2 separate regions of the Pan troglodytes genome follow, and region 1 is linked to region 2. Evidence: chromatin contacts called from public capture Hi-C data. All regions are on one chromosome and are shown on one strand. Each heading gives the region's core, a stretch centred on a gene start, on an enhancer-like site or on the middle of the called end of the contact. The rest is flanking DNA. Distances are from core to core; before and after follow the strand shown.

Region 1 (5,180 bases), core at 1,460-3,959, 330 kb before region 2:
AATAGTATATCTGGTGAAAATCTCCTTCAAGCATGGAGGAGAAATACTTTCCCAGACAAACAAAAGCTGAAGGATTTCATCAATACCAGACCTGTCCTACAAGAAACACTAAAGGGAGTACTTCAGTCAGAAAGAAAAAGACATTAATGAACAATAATCACCTGAAGGTACAAAACTCACTGGTAATAGGAAGTACACAGAAAAACAAAATATTAGAACACTTTAACGGTGGTGTGTAAACTATCTCATTCTAAGTAGGAAGACTATACAATGAACCAAAAAAAATAATAACTACAACAGCTTTTTATGACACAGTACAATAAGATATAAATAGAAACATCAAAAAGTTTAAAAATTGGGGGATGGGAGTAAGGCATAGTGTTATTAGTTTTCTTTTTGCTGGTTTCTTTACGCCAATAGGGTTAGATTGTTATCCGACTAAAATAATGGGTTATAAGATAGTATTTGCAAGCCTTATTGTAACCTCAAACTAAAAAACTTACAATGGTTGCACAAAAAATAAAAAGCAAGAAACTAAATCATATCACCAGAGAAAATCACCATCCCTACAGCAAGATAGGAAGGAAAGAAAGAAGGAAGATAAGACAATAAAACAACTAGAAAACAAATAACAAAAGGCAGGAGTAAGTCCTTACTTACCAATAATAACATTGAATGTAAGTGGACTAAATTCTCTAATCAAAAGACATAGACTGGCTGAATTGATGAAAAAAACAAGACACATTGATCTGTTGCCTACAAGAAACACACTTTACCTGTAAAGACACACATAGACTGAAAATAAAGGGATGGAAAAAGATATTCCATGCCAATGGAAACCAAAAAGAAGCAGGAGTCACTATACTTATATCAGACAAAATAGTTTTCAAGACAAACTACGGCCGGGCACGGTGGCTCACACCTGTAACCCCAGCACTTTGGAAGGCCGAGGCAGGTGAATCACCTGAGGTCAGGAGTTCAAGACCAGCCTGGCCAGCATGGTGAAACCCTGTCTCTACTAAAAAATACAAAATTTAGCCAGGCGTGGTGGCACATGCCTGTAATTCCAGCTACTCAGGAGGCTGAGGCAGGAGAGTCATTTGAACTTGGGAGGCAGAGGTTGCAGTGACCCGAGATCATGCCACTGCACTCCAGCCTACGCAACAGAGCAAGACTCTGTCTCAAAAAAAAAAAAAAAAAAATCAGTGTGACTCATTAAAAGATGAAAGCAATTTTGGTATCAGGCAATTCAGGACTATTTTGGCAACTTGTATAATTATTAGGGTCTCCTCTTTGCCTCAGAATACTGAATAGAAGTCTACCTTTTGTGTATGTAATCTTGTATATGAATGTGCTGGCTGAGGATGTGATAACAGTAGATAAACCACTTGACAACCAGCCTCTGGAGTGCATAGACTGTGTTTGCTTTATCGATGGCTGTGAGGGCAGCTCCTTATCACAGTGCCTGGTCCATAATTTGATCTAACTGGACATTAGTTAAATGAATGTGTTAAATGATTATTTTCAAGGGTCTATCTCCCAGATAAAAACATTAGCATCACTTATCAAAAAAGATCATTGGGATGACCAAATTGGCCAAATCAATCTTATTAATGGTGTAGAAAAGAGTGAGTAAGAAAGTTGGGGATAAAAATAATAGATTTTTACAACGAAATTTTGATTTTATTATTTAAATGACAAGTGTAAGGTTTTGTAATAAAAATATATTAATATGATCATATTTCTCATTTTAGACTGTTATTCACTTAAATCAGCTTTATATGTGTAAGCATACATTTTCCACCTGTAAATTAAACATAAATGATCAAGAAATCACGGGTTCCAATAAAATAACAGTTATGGAATTTAGAACTGGAATAAATTTAAACCATCTAATCTAGCCGGTTTACTTATTTTAAGCCCAGAAGTTTAATAACACGGCTAAAGTCATAAGTTAATGGACAGAAAAAGGGCTAGAATTCCTAATTTCCTGTTGTTTCTTCCAATGTTTGATGCTCACAGTGTTTGTATTGGTAAAGTGTTTTTTATAGGACCGAAGTTCCTATGGTAATATCCTCCGAGACCACTAGGTGTCATCTTAGAACTATTATTAGCGTTCACTAAGCGCTGGTCTTCCACTAATGGGAACAATGCAATGACACTTTCAGAGGGTTTGGGGTTTTCTCCAAGTTATATGAGGATGATAGTAGTACCTACCTCACAGAATTCTGGGAATTGTTTATGAGACTCTTGAAGATGACATGAGATACCATGAGTAAAACACTGAGAACTCATAGATACTGCGAGTAAAACACAGATGACATAAGATACCATGAGTAAAATACTGAGAACACAGTAAGCCCTCCGTAATTTTTCAGCTGGCGGAGACCCCCGTGTCGCCGCTGCCGCCGGCGCCTGGCCTCCCGCGGCACTCCCGACTGCGCGCTCCGCTCGGCCCCGCCACGCGGGTGAACCTCAGACAGCGGTCCGGGCCCTGGAGCCTTCAGGAAGTGGACGAGCAGCCGCAGCACCCGCTGCATGTCACCTGCACGGGGCGGCGGTGGACGAGCGGAGCACCGTGCCCGATCCCACCCAGGTGAAGAACAGACCCACCGGCATTTCGTGGGATGGTCTTGATTTAGGGAAACTCTACACCTGGGTCTTGACAGACCCGGATGCTCCCAGCAGGAAGGATCCCCAATACAGGGAATGGCATCATTTCCTGGTGGTCCACATGAAGGGCAGTGACATCAGCAGTGGCACAGTCCTCTCCGGATTATGTGGGCTCGAGGTCTCCCAAGGCACAGGCCGCTGAAATGTGACGAGCCCATCCTCAGCAACCGCTCCGGAGACCACCGTGGCAAATTCAAGGTGGCGTCCCTCCGTAAAAAGTACGCGCTCGGGGTCCCGGTGGCCGGCACGTGTTACCAGGCCGAGTGGGACGACTATGTGCCCAAATTGTAGGAGCAGCTGTCTGGGAAGTAGGGGGCAGCTCGGCGACCTGAACCGTCCTGGAGGCCCCGAGCTGTGTTCTCCAGTTCAGTGCTGCATGTACCATAGCTTTCTCCTCTTCCAACTCCCCTTTGGACAGACAAGACCTGAGCACTGAGATGGTGGCTTAGGGTGACTTTTCCTGCTGCCTGGCCTTTATCATTCTAGTCACTCACTCTGGTTTATGTTTTGATCAATTTTGAACTTCATTTTGGGGGATATTTTGGTATTGTGATGGGGTCATCAAATTGTTATTATGAAAATAGCAACCCAGAATTTAAAGAAAAAATTTGGCAGAAATAGACCAGGTCTACAGTAATAGAGCAAAGCATCAAAGAATCTTTAAGGGAGGTTAAAAAAAAAAAAAAGGATTGGTTGCCTCTGCCTTTGTGATCCTGAGACCAGAACTGTAGCAGTGTGTTTTTATGGCACCGTCGCTAGACAACCAGAGGCTCGCAATGAGGCTCAGCCCCAACACGGGCCTCTCAGTTGCCTTAATAGGCGTCAGTATCTCACTCTGGTCCCTTTAAAGAGCAATCCTGGAAAAAGGAGTAGGGAGAGTGGCTTTGCTGTTGTTGGGGCATGGCCCTGTAGATGGGCAGCAGTACTAGCTGACCGCTTATCAGGAATCCCTACATCTGTGTCTGTCAAATTGATTGCTCTTCATGGGGGTAAGAAAAGCTGGTCTGGAGTTGCTGAATGTTGTGTTAATTCTGCTGTTTGCTTATAGTTGAATAAAAATAAAAACTCTGAATGAAAAATCATCATCATCATAATTTTTCAGCTGTCACTACTTATTCATTGTCAGGGCATTCCTATCATCTATTCTGAAGAAAGGCAAGAGAAATAAAATAATTTTATAATGGACATGTCAAAATGATGAATTTTGCTGCTGTAGGGCAACCCCCTGAAACTATTGCTACAGAATAAAAGATGAAATGCTCCTGACTATTGTAAATACAAAATTGCATGCAGAATTGTGTAAAGACAATGCCAGGTTGGGCTGCCAGAATGAGCCAACAGCGCGTGATGTGCTTCCCCCTGCAGAGAGCCTATGAATGGACGTGCAGTCAGGGAGGTTTCACATCACCAAGATTCCTATCCCAGAAAAGCAGATGTTCATAGCTCTGGGAAAGGAATGCGACCCTTATGGAGAGCCTATAAATGGACGCATGGGGGGTGCCTGTCCATATGGATAAGATAGGACTATAAACACCCTCATCTTGCCACGGCTCTTCTAGGCCTCTGTAGGGTTAAGGCATACTCCCTTCTGAGAATTTCTGGTCTAACCAGTTGTCTAGCTTCATGTCTTGTTTCTATGGATTGTTTGTAACCAGCTTTGGCTGCAACTGTTACTGCTGATTAATACCTTGCTAATCATAGGTTATGGAAAGACTGTGTTTCTGTTTTAAGGCTCTGTTAGAAATTACTGATGCACACACTACATTGTAAATTCTTATCCCTGTATATTGTACTTCTGCATACAGATGTTATGTTAAAGAATTACTTCATCCCCATGTGACCATCTCACCTCATAATCAAATGACCCTAAATCCCTCACTAACCTATCCCCGCCCTCACTAAACTTAATAATAAATGCTGGTATATCCAGTGCATTGTTGGCACCGCGGGACCAGGAGGCGGTGACCCCCCTGGACCCAGCTTTCACTATGTTGTGTGTGTCTATTATTTCTCAACCTGCCAATCCGCCTGGGAACAAAGAGATAGCCCCTTTGCATTGCAGGCTGCTGGCCAGATACTGCAATAGCTGCAACAGAAGGGGCTGGGCATGGTGGCTCATGCCCATAATCCCAACACTTTGGGAGGTCAAGGCGGGCGGATCACGAGTTCAGGAGATCGAGATCATCCTGGCTAACATGGTGGAAATCTGACTCTACTAAAAATACAAAAAATTAGCCGAGCATGGTGGCACGTGCCTGTAGTCCCAGCTACTCGGGAGGCTGAGGCAGGAGAATGATTTGAACCCAGGAGGCAGAGGTTGCAGTGAGCCAAGATTGCACCACTGCACTCCAGCCTGGGCGACAGAGCGAGACTCCATCTCAAAAAAAAAAAAAAAAAAGCTATGAGAATGTCTTAATGACCAGTGAGTGACCAAGGATGTGTCAAGATAAATTCTATTGAATGATGGGGTTTTGGATTCCAAAGAAAAAAAGCAAACCCAGCAGGCT
Region 2 (5,405 bases), core at 1,561-4,060:
ATTAGAAAATGTATGTGAAATGTCTTAGCTTGGAGAAACAACAAAGATTTATTTCTTGCAGCTTTAGAGGCTGGAAGTGCAAGAGCAAAGTGCCAGCAAGGTTGAGTTCTTCCGGGTTGCAGAGGGCCGTCTTATTACATCCTCACCTGGCAGAAAGGGGGCAAGAGAGCTCTCTGGGGCCCCTTTGATGAGAGAACTTTCCATTCATGTGGCTCCACCCTCATGATCTAATCGCCCCCCAAAGACCTCCCCACCTCCTAATACCATCATATTAGGGGTTAGGATTTCAACATAGGAATTTTTTTGGGGGGTGACACAAATATTCAGTCCACTGCATGAAAGATTTCTGCAAACTACGAAGTGAGATGCATAATGTTGGTGATGTTAGGCTTCCCAGAGCAGCAGTAATGACAAAGGGCTGTACCGGGGCAGCCCCCCGCCCCACTCTACTGGCATGAAACAAAAATGAGGAGGGAGTTTGTTTGACAAATTGTAATTCTTTGGAGGCAGGATCAGGCTAATTCTGGGGTCAGGTCCGAGGTGTTGAGCCTCATTGGTGGACAGTACCTGAGGCCATCAGAAACCAGCAGATAAGGCCAAAACCAAGGACAATGTGTCGAGCCAGAAAAGCCGAACCTGTGGCTGGACTCAAAGTTCAAGCTTCGAGGGACGAAGAGAACTGGGTGACAGCAGGGATAGAGTGAGGCAGCAGCCAGGCAGGAGAGCCCAGGATGGCCGAGGATGAATAGGACGGCCCCCTAGAGCTCCTCAACCTGGGGGTGGCCATCCCCATGTGGGGTGAAGGCCAGAGTGCACTGAAGGAGTATCACCAACATCCCTTCTATGACAAAGGGCAGAAACCCAACTCAAACCGGTTCAAGTAGATGGGTAATTGATCAGCTTACATAAGGAGAATCAGATGTGGCTTGATCCACAGGGGTCCAGTTAGACCCTGCAGGAGCCAGTCTCTTTCTTCCCATCTCTGGGCTCTACTTGCTGTGCCTCCACTCTCAGCAGCTTCTCTCACAGCGGTGAGATGGTGGCTGCCATGACAGGCGCACATCCTCCTGGCTTTCCTTCCAGCAGAGAGACAGAGTCCCCCGTGCAGACTGCTTCCCAGTGCTCGCTTACAAGTCAGGGCATCTGTGCTGCCTGCATCTGTCTGGTTGTGTAATCACTCCTGGCCCAGCCACTGGGATCAGGGGGTTGCAAGGTCACCACTGCCCAGGCCAGAGCCAGGCACACACCCTGCACATATCATTGTGGCCATGGGGCATTCAGGCTACCCAGCCCAGGAGGGATCGAGTACACAGACTGCGGATTGTGGCTCCCCAAGAGGAAATAGCATGCTTTACCGAAAGGAGTGACAACAGATGCTGAGAGTCCAAGACCAGCATGCACCAGCCCCAGCAGCCATGTCTGACTTCTTGAGATAGGTGCTAGGGTGCTAGGCCCCAGCAGCACCCGCGGGAGCCACACAGGGAAGTGCCTTTCCCACTCAGAAGGGTCCAACGAGGTATAAGGCACCACCTGAGCCTTCCCTGTGGGCAGCACTCTGCAGCCAGTGTCACCCTCATGCAGACTTTGGCTGGTTAACCAGGTGTCTTCTGAGACTTAATCTCAGGGGAGAACTGGGTCCTGCTGCCCCAACCGTGATCACGACACAGGGACTTCAAGCCTGGACCGTGAGTACCGTGGGGGCAGGAGCCAGGGTGTATTCTTGCCTGTCCAGCTCAGAGTAGAGACTCAGTGAAGGAATGGATGAAGGAATGGATGAATGAATGAATGAATGAATGAATGATGCTATTTCCAAGAGCACTTCTGGGACAAGACAATACTCTGTAAGAACTGAGTACAAAACTCTCTCTATCCAGAAGCTTGGGGTGGCCAGGCACGTTGTCAGGTCACCTCTCTGAACTGTCACCCTGTCCTGAGACACTGGCACCACCTCTCCCCTGGGGATAGGAGTGTCTTGATCATCCTCTCGAAAACCGCATGCCCCTCCCGCTCCAGCCCCACACTTACTTTCTGTTTCCCCCAACATTTGTCTCCATTCCATAGCGCATTCTTTCACTGTTTCTTTCTTTTGGTTTTTCAGAAAGTAAGGCTTGATCTTTATTTCTTTATTGGCTTCTTGTCTACCTTCCCTTTGCCATCAGCAGGGTGGGGGCTTTGTTTTGTTCACTATACACCCTGAGTGTCTAGAACAGTGCCTGGCTCATAGCAGGTGCTCAGTCATTGCTTATTGAATGAACAAGTCGATGAACTTCAGTTTTGTTTTCTAAAAACTGGAGGCTTGTCTCCCTGGCGTTCTGGCCTGGAGTGCTAGGCTGGTTAGGAGGCCCCACTCAGCCCCGGCCCATTTCAGCTTCTCACTATCATGCAGTTACAACCCATTGTCTTCATCTGATCCTTTGCCTCCCCCAACCCCCCACCACACAAGACAGAGAGTAGGTGCCCTGCCTGGTTGTGCTTGGGGCATGGGAGGGGCCGACACAGGTCACCTGTTCAGAGGATGGAAAGCTGGAATGGAAAGCGCTTGCAAACCCTGAGGGCAGCGCGGCTCAGATGCCGGTTGCTGTGGTAGTTAATATTATTTGTCTTGCTTGTGAAAGAGGCCTCAGCAGCTGGCTTGTATCAATATTAATCGTGGGGCCATCTCTGCTGCCTGGTAAGGCCAGCACCCTGCGGGAGCCTGAGTCACTGGAAGCCAAATGGAAAATCCCCAGCAAGGGCAGGCTTTGGAGACCATGGGTAGCAGGCAGCTAAATAAAGAGGCAGCCCCACCAGCATCACTAAGGGGCCCATCTCAGCCCTAGAAACCCGTCCCTCCCCTTCCTCTCCCCCTCCTCCAACCCTAAAGGCTCAGGCAGCTCTGGGGAGCGGATGCAGAGCCTGGCCATTCCAGCAGGCACCGAAGGGAGGCTGCGGTGTTCATCCCTGCCCCCCTCATTAGTTCATTTATGGAAAGCCTGACACTGTTATCCCTGGGCTGGGCACTGGGGAGGACAGAGGGGTGAGCCAGAGGAGGCATTAGCCCTCCAAGGGTACACAGCTAATGGGGGACCGGCTCATCCCTAGGGGAGAGGAACACCCCACTACCCACAGCATAGCCAACTCCTGGACAGAGTGAAGAGCTGTAGTTGTTTGAACCTTTATTTCTTTACAGGCCCCACATTACAGATGGACATTCTGCTCCAGGAAAGCTGCCCATACCCTTACAATACCAGGGTTGACTAGGAACAGGCACATTGCATGAGGATGAATGTGTTTACAATTCTGATTGGTAAAACCAAAAATTCAATTAAATCAATTAAATGTTAGCAAGGAGGGTGGGGCAGGAAGTGAGGGACACGTTGTGGCCTGGGCTGGACTGGCTGTAGCTTCTTGAGACATAAATTCAGCAGCATTGGACCAGGGATGCCTCCTTTTCTTGAGAAACCTTGCTGCTAGCCATTTTTGCTATTTCAGAATGATGCTTATCAGTCTTGAGAACGCAGTCCTTTGGGCCATGTGAAAGCCTCTGCCATCTTTGCAAGGCACACGATTGGGAGGGAGACCCCACCTTATCAGCCACGCTGGTGCAGGGCGGAGGTGCCATCCAGCGAGCTAGGGAAGACGCCAGAGGGGCAGGTTCTAGGGGCAAAATCAAGAGCCCCTTCCCAGTTCTCTTGCTGCCTCCCTGCTCCAGAAACTGCAGGCCTCTCTACTTGAGAACCAGCCCTGCTTCCCTATGGCCAACAGTGGCCCATGGCCCACTATGGTGCCCACCTTGACATTCAAGGCCCCTTCCAGCTGGCTGTATCCCTTCATCCTCAGCAGCCTCAGATCCACTGCTGCCTTGACCTTTATCCAGCCTGGTCTTCTAGCCCGAACCCCATGCAACCTCTGCTGTGCACCTGTTTCTGCAGATTCCATACCAAATTAAGTATTGCCTCCTCCAGGCAGTCCTCAGTGATCTCTTTAGTTGCTGCCTACAAAGTCCATGCAGCTCTTGACATTATGGAACACCTTCTTGTTCTAACCCCTCCCTTGGCTCTCTTATCTGTTGGACTGTTGGCAGCCTAGGAATGGCCAGGCTCTGGTCTCTCCTCATCCAGCAGGCTAGCCTTGCTTGCATCCTCAGGGTTCCAAAGACAGAACAAAAAAAGGCTTCTTGAGGCCTAAGCCCAGGACTGACCCAGAATCAGGTTTTCAGTCCTGGTTCACCAGTTACATGGCCTTGGGCAAGAAACCTCTGCATGCCTCAGACTCCTCATTTGTAAAACGAAGATTAAGTGAGTTAACATGTGTGGAAAGAGCTCAGAACTGCGCCAAACACCTCATAAGTGCTATACGAATGTTTGTTACTATCAGTGAACTAATAAGGAAAATGATATGGTCCATGTTCCTCGTAGTGTTGAAATGTACTGGGCCGGTCATTCAGGTATCATTCACTCATTCACAGAATATCGGACGTTTGCTAGGAGCCAGGCACTGTGCTGGGTGGTGGGGATAACACATTGAATAAGTTTGCTCTTAGATGGCTCAAATAGTTGGGAAAACTGACTGTAGCTTCCGTGATTTGATTTGCTACAGGTGTGATGATGGAGTGGGATCAGGAGGGGATAGGGAGGAGGGGACCTGTCCTGCCTCGGTGGGGCAGGAAAAGCATCAGAATGGAGGTGACGCTGGGGCTGAGCCTTTTAAAGCTGAGTAGATCGTCTCCTTTGCATAAAGCACAGATGAGAACCAGACACAGAGGAGTTCATGTTTTCTTCTTTTCTCTTTTCAATTATCATAATAGAAAATGACAAACAGCAACAACGCTAATAAAGTGAGATTTCACAGATACATTTTTACATCTTTTAAGGTTAGATATTTTTAATCAAAAGAGCACAGCGAAATCCTATATTAAGAAAGAGTCTTCACTGTAGAAAAGTCAGTGATCGCATGGTGAAACCAGGTGCTTGGGTAGCAAAGGACTCCAAGAATAGTTAAAATACCTTTTATGAAGTCAACTGCTTACATTTACAAGTTGATCATGAAAACATCAGTAAGACACAAAAACATTTCCGATGCTCTCGGCATGAAGAATTGGTATCTGGAGAGTAGCAAGTTATAATAGTAAGGTTTCTGCAAAAGATTAAATAGTATAAAGAATATTAGTATGCCTTCAACTGGCGGAAATAGGACTGGGCACGTGGAAAAAGGTCAGAAATAAGAGAAGATGCAGATTTGCTCAAAGGCTGCTACCCAGCACTCCCATGCCCACCCCATTCCTAAGCTCTTCCCCAAGCATACTCTTCATATGCATTGGTGAGGGGCCAGGTCCCTGGAGGGCCCAGAGACACAAAGTTAAGGGTAGGGAAAAGTTCAGCCCCACACTCCCATCCACTTTGTAGGGCTTTCTCCCTCCAGTCTGG

The links. Capture Hi-C pulls out chosen DNA fragments and counts their contacts.
Region 1: a capture Hi-C map of stem cell-derived neural stem cells shows a contact between it and region 2, with 5 times the contacts expected there. The contact joins two enhancer-like sites. A contact is called at or near these places in 4 of 7 Hi-C or Micro-C datasets (blood, induced pluripotent stem cells and stem cell-derived neural progenitor cells) and 1 of 1 other capture datasets (stem cell-derived neural stem cells).

The regions. Positions count from the first base shown.
Region 1 is chr15:94,423,265-94,428,444 of NHGRI_mPanTro3-v2.0_pri, reverse strand. All of the region lies in intron 5 of AK7 (adenylate kinase 7), which reads right to left. It also overlaps the pseudogene LOC134808415. Among named protein-coding and RNA genes, the nearest start is that of AK7, 32 kb to the right of the region's middle. Within about 2 kb of position 2,709, at least 8 of the 24 cell types and tissues checked have an H3K27ac peak or open chromatin away from gene starts, as enhancers often do. A contact at or near this core is called in stem cell-derived neural stem cells, where this site is marked.
Region 2 is chr15:94,094,591-94,099,995 of NHGRI_mPanTro3-v2.0_pri, reverse strand. No RefSeq gene overlaps it. Among named protein-coding and RNA genes, the nearest start is that of C14H14orf132, 56 kb to the right of the region's middle. Within about 2 kb of position 2,810, at least 8 of the 24 cell types and tissues checked have an H3K27ac peak or open chromatin away from gene starts, as enhancers often do. A contact at or near this core is called in stem cell-derived neural stem cells, where this site is marked.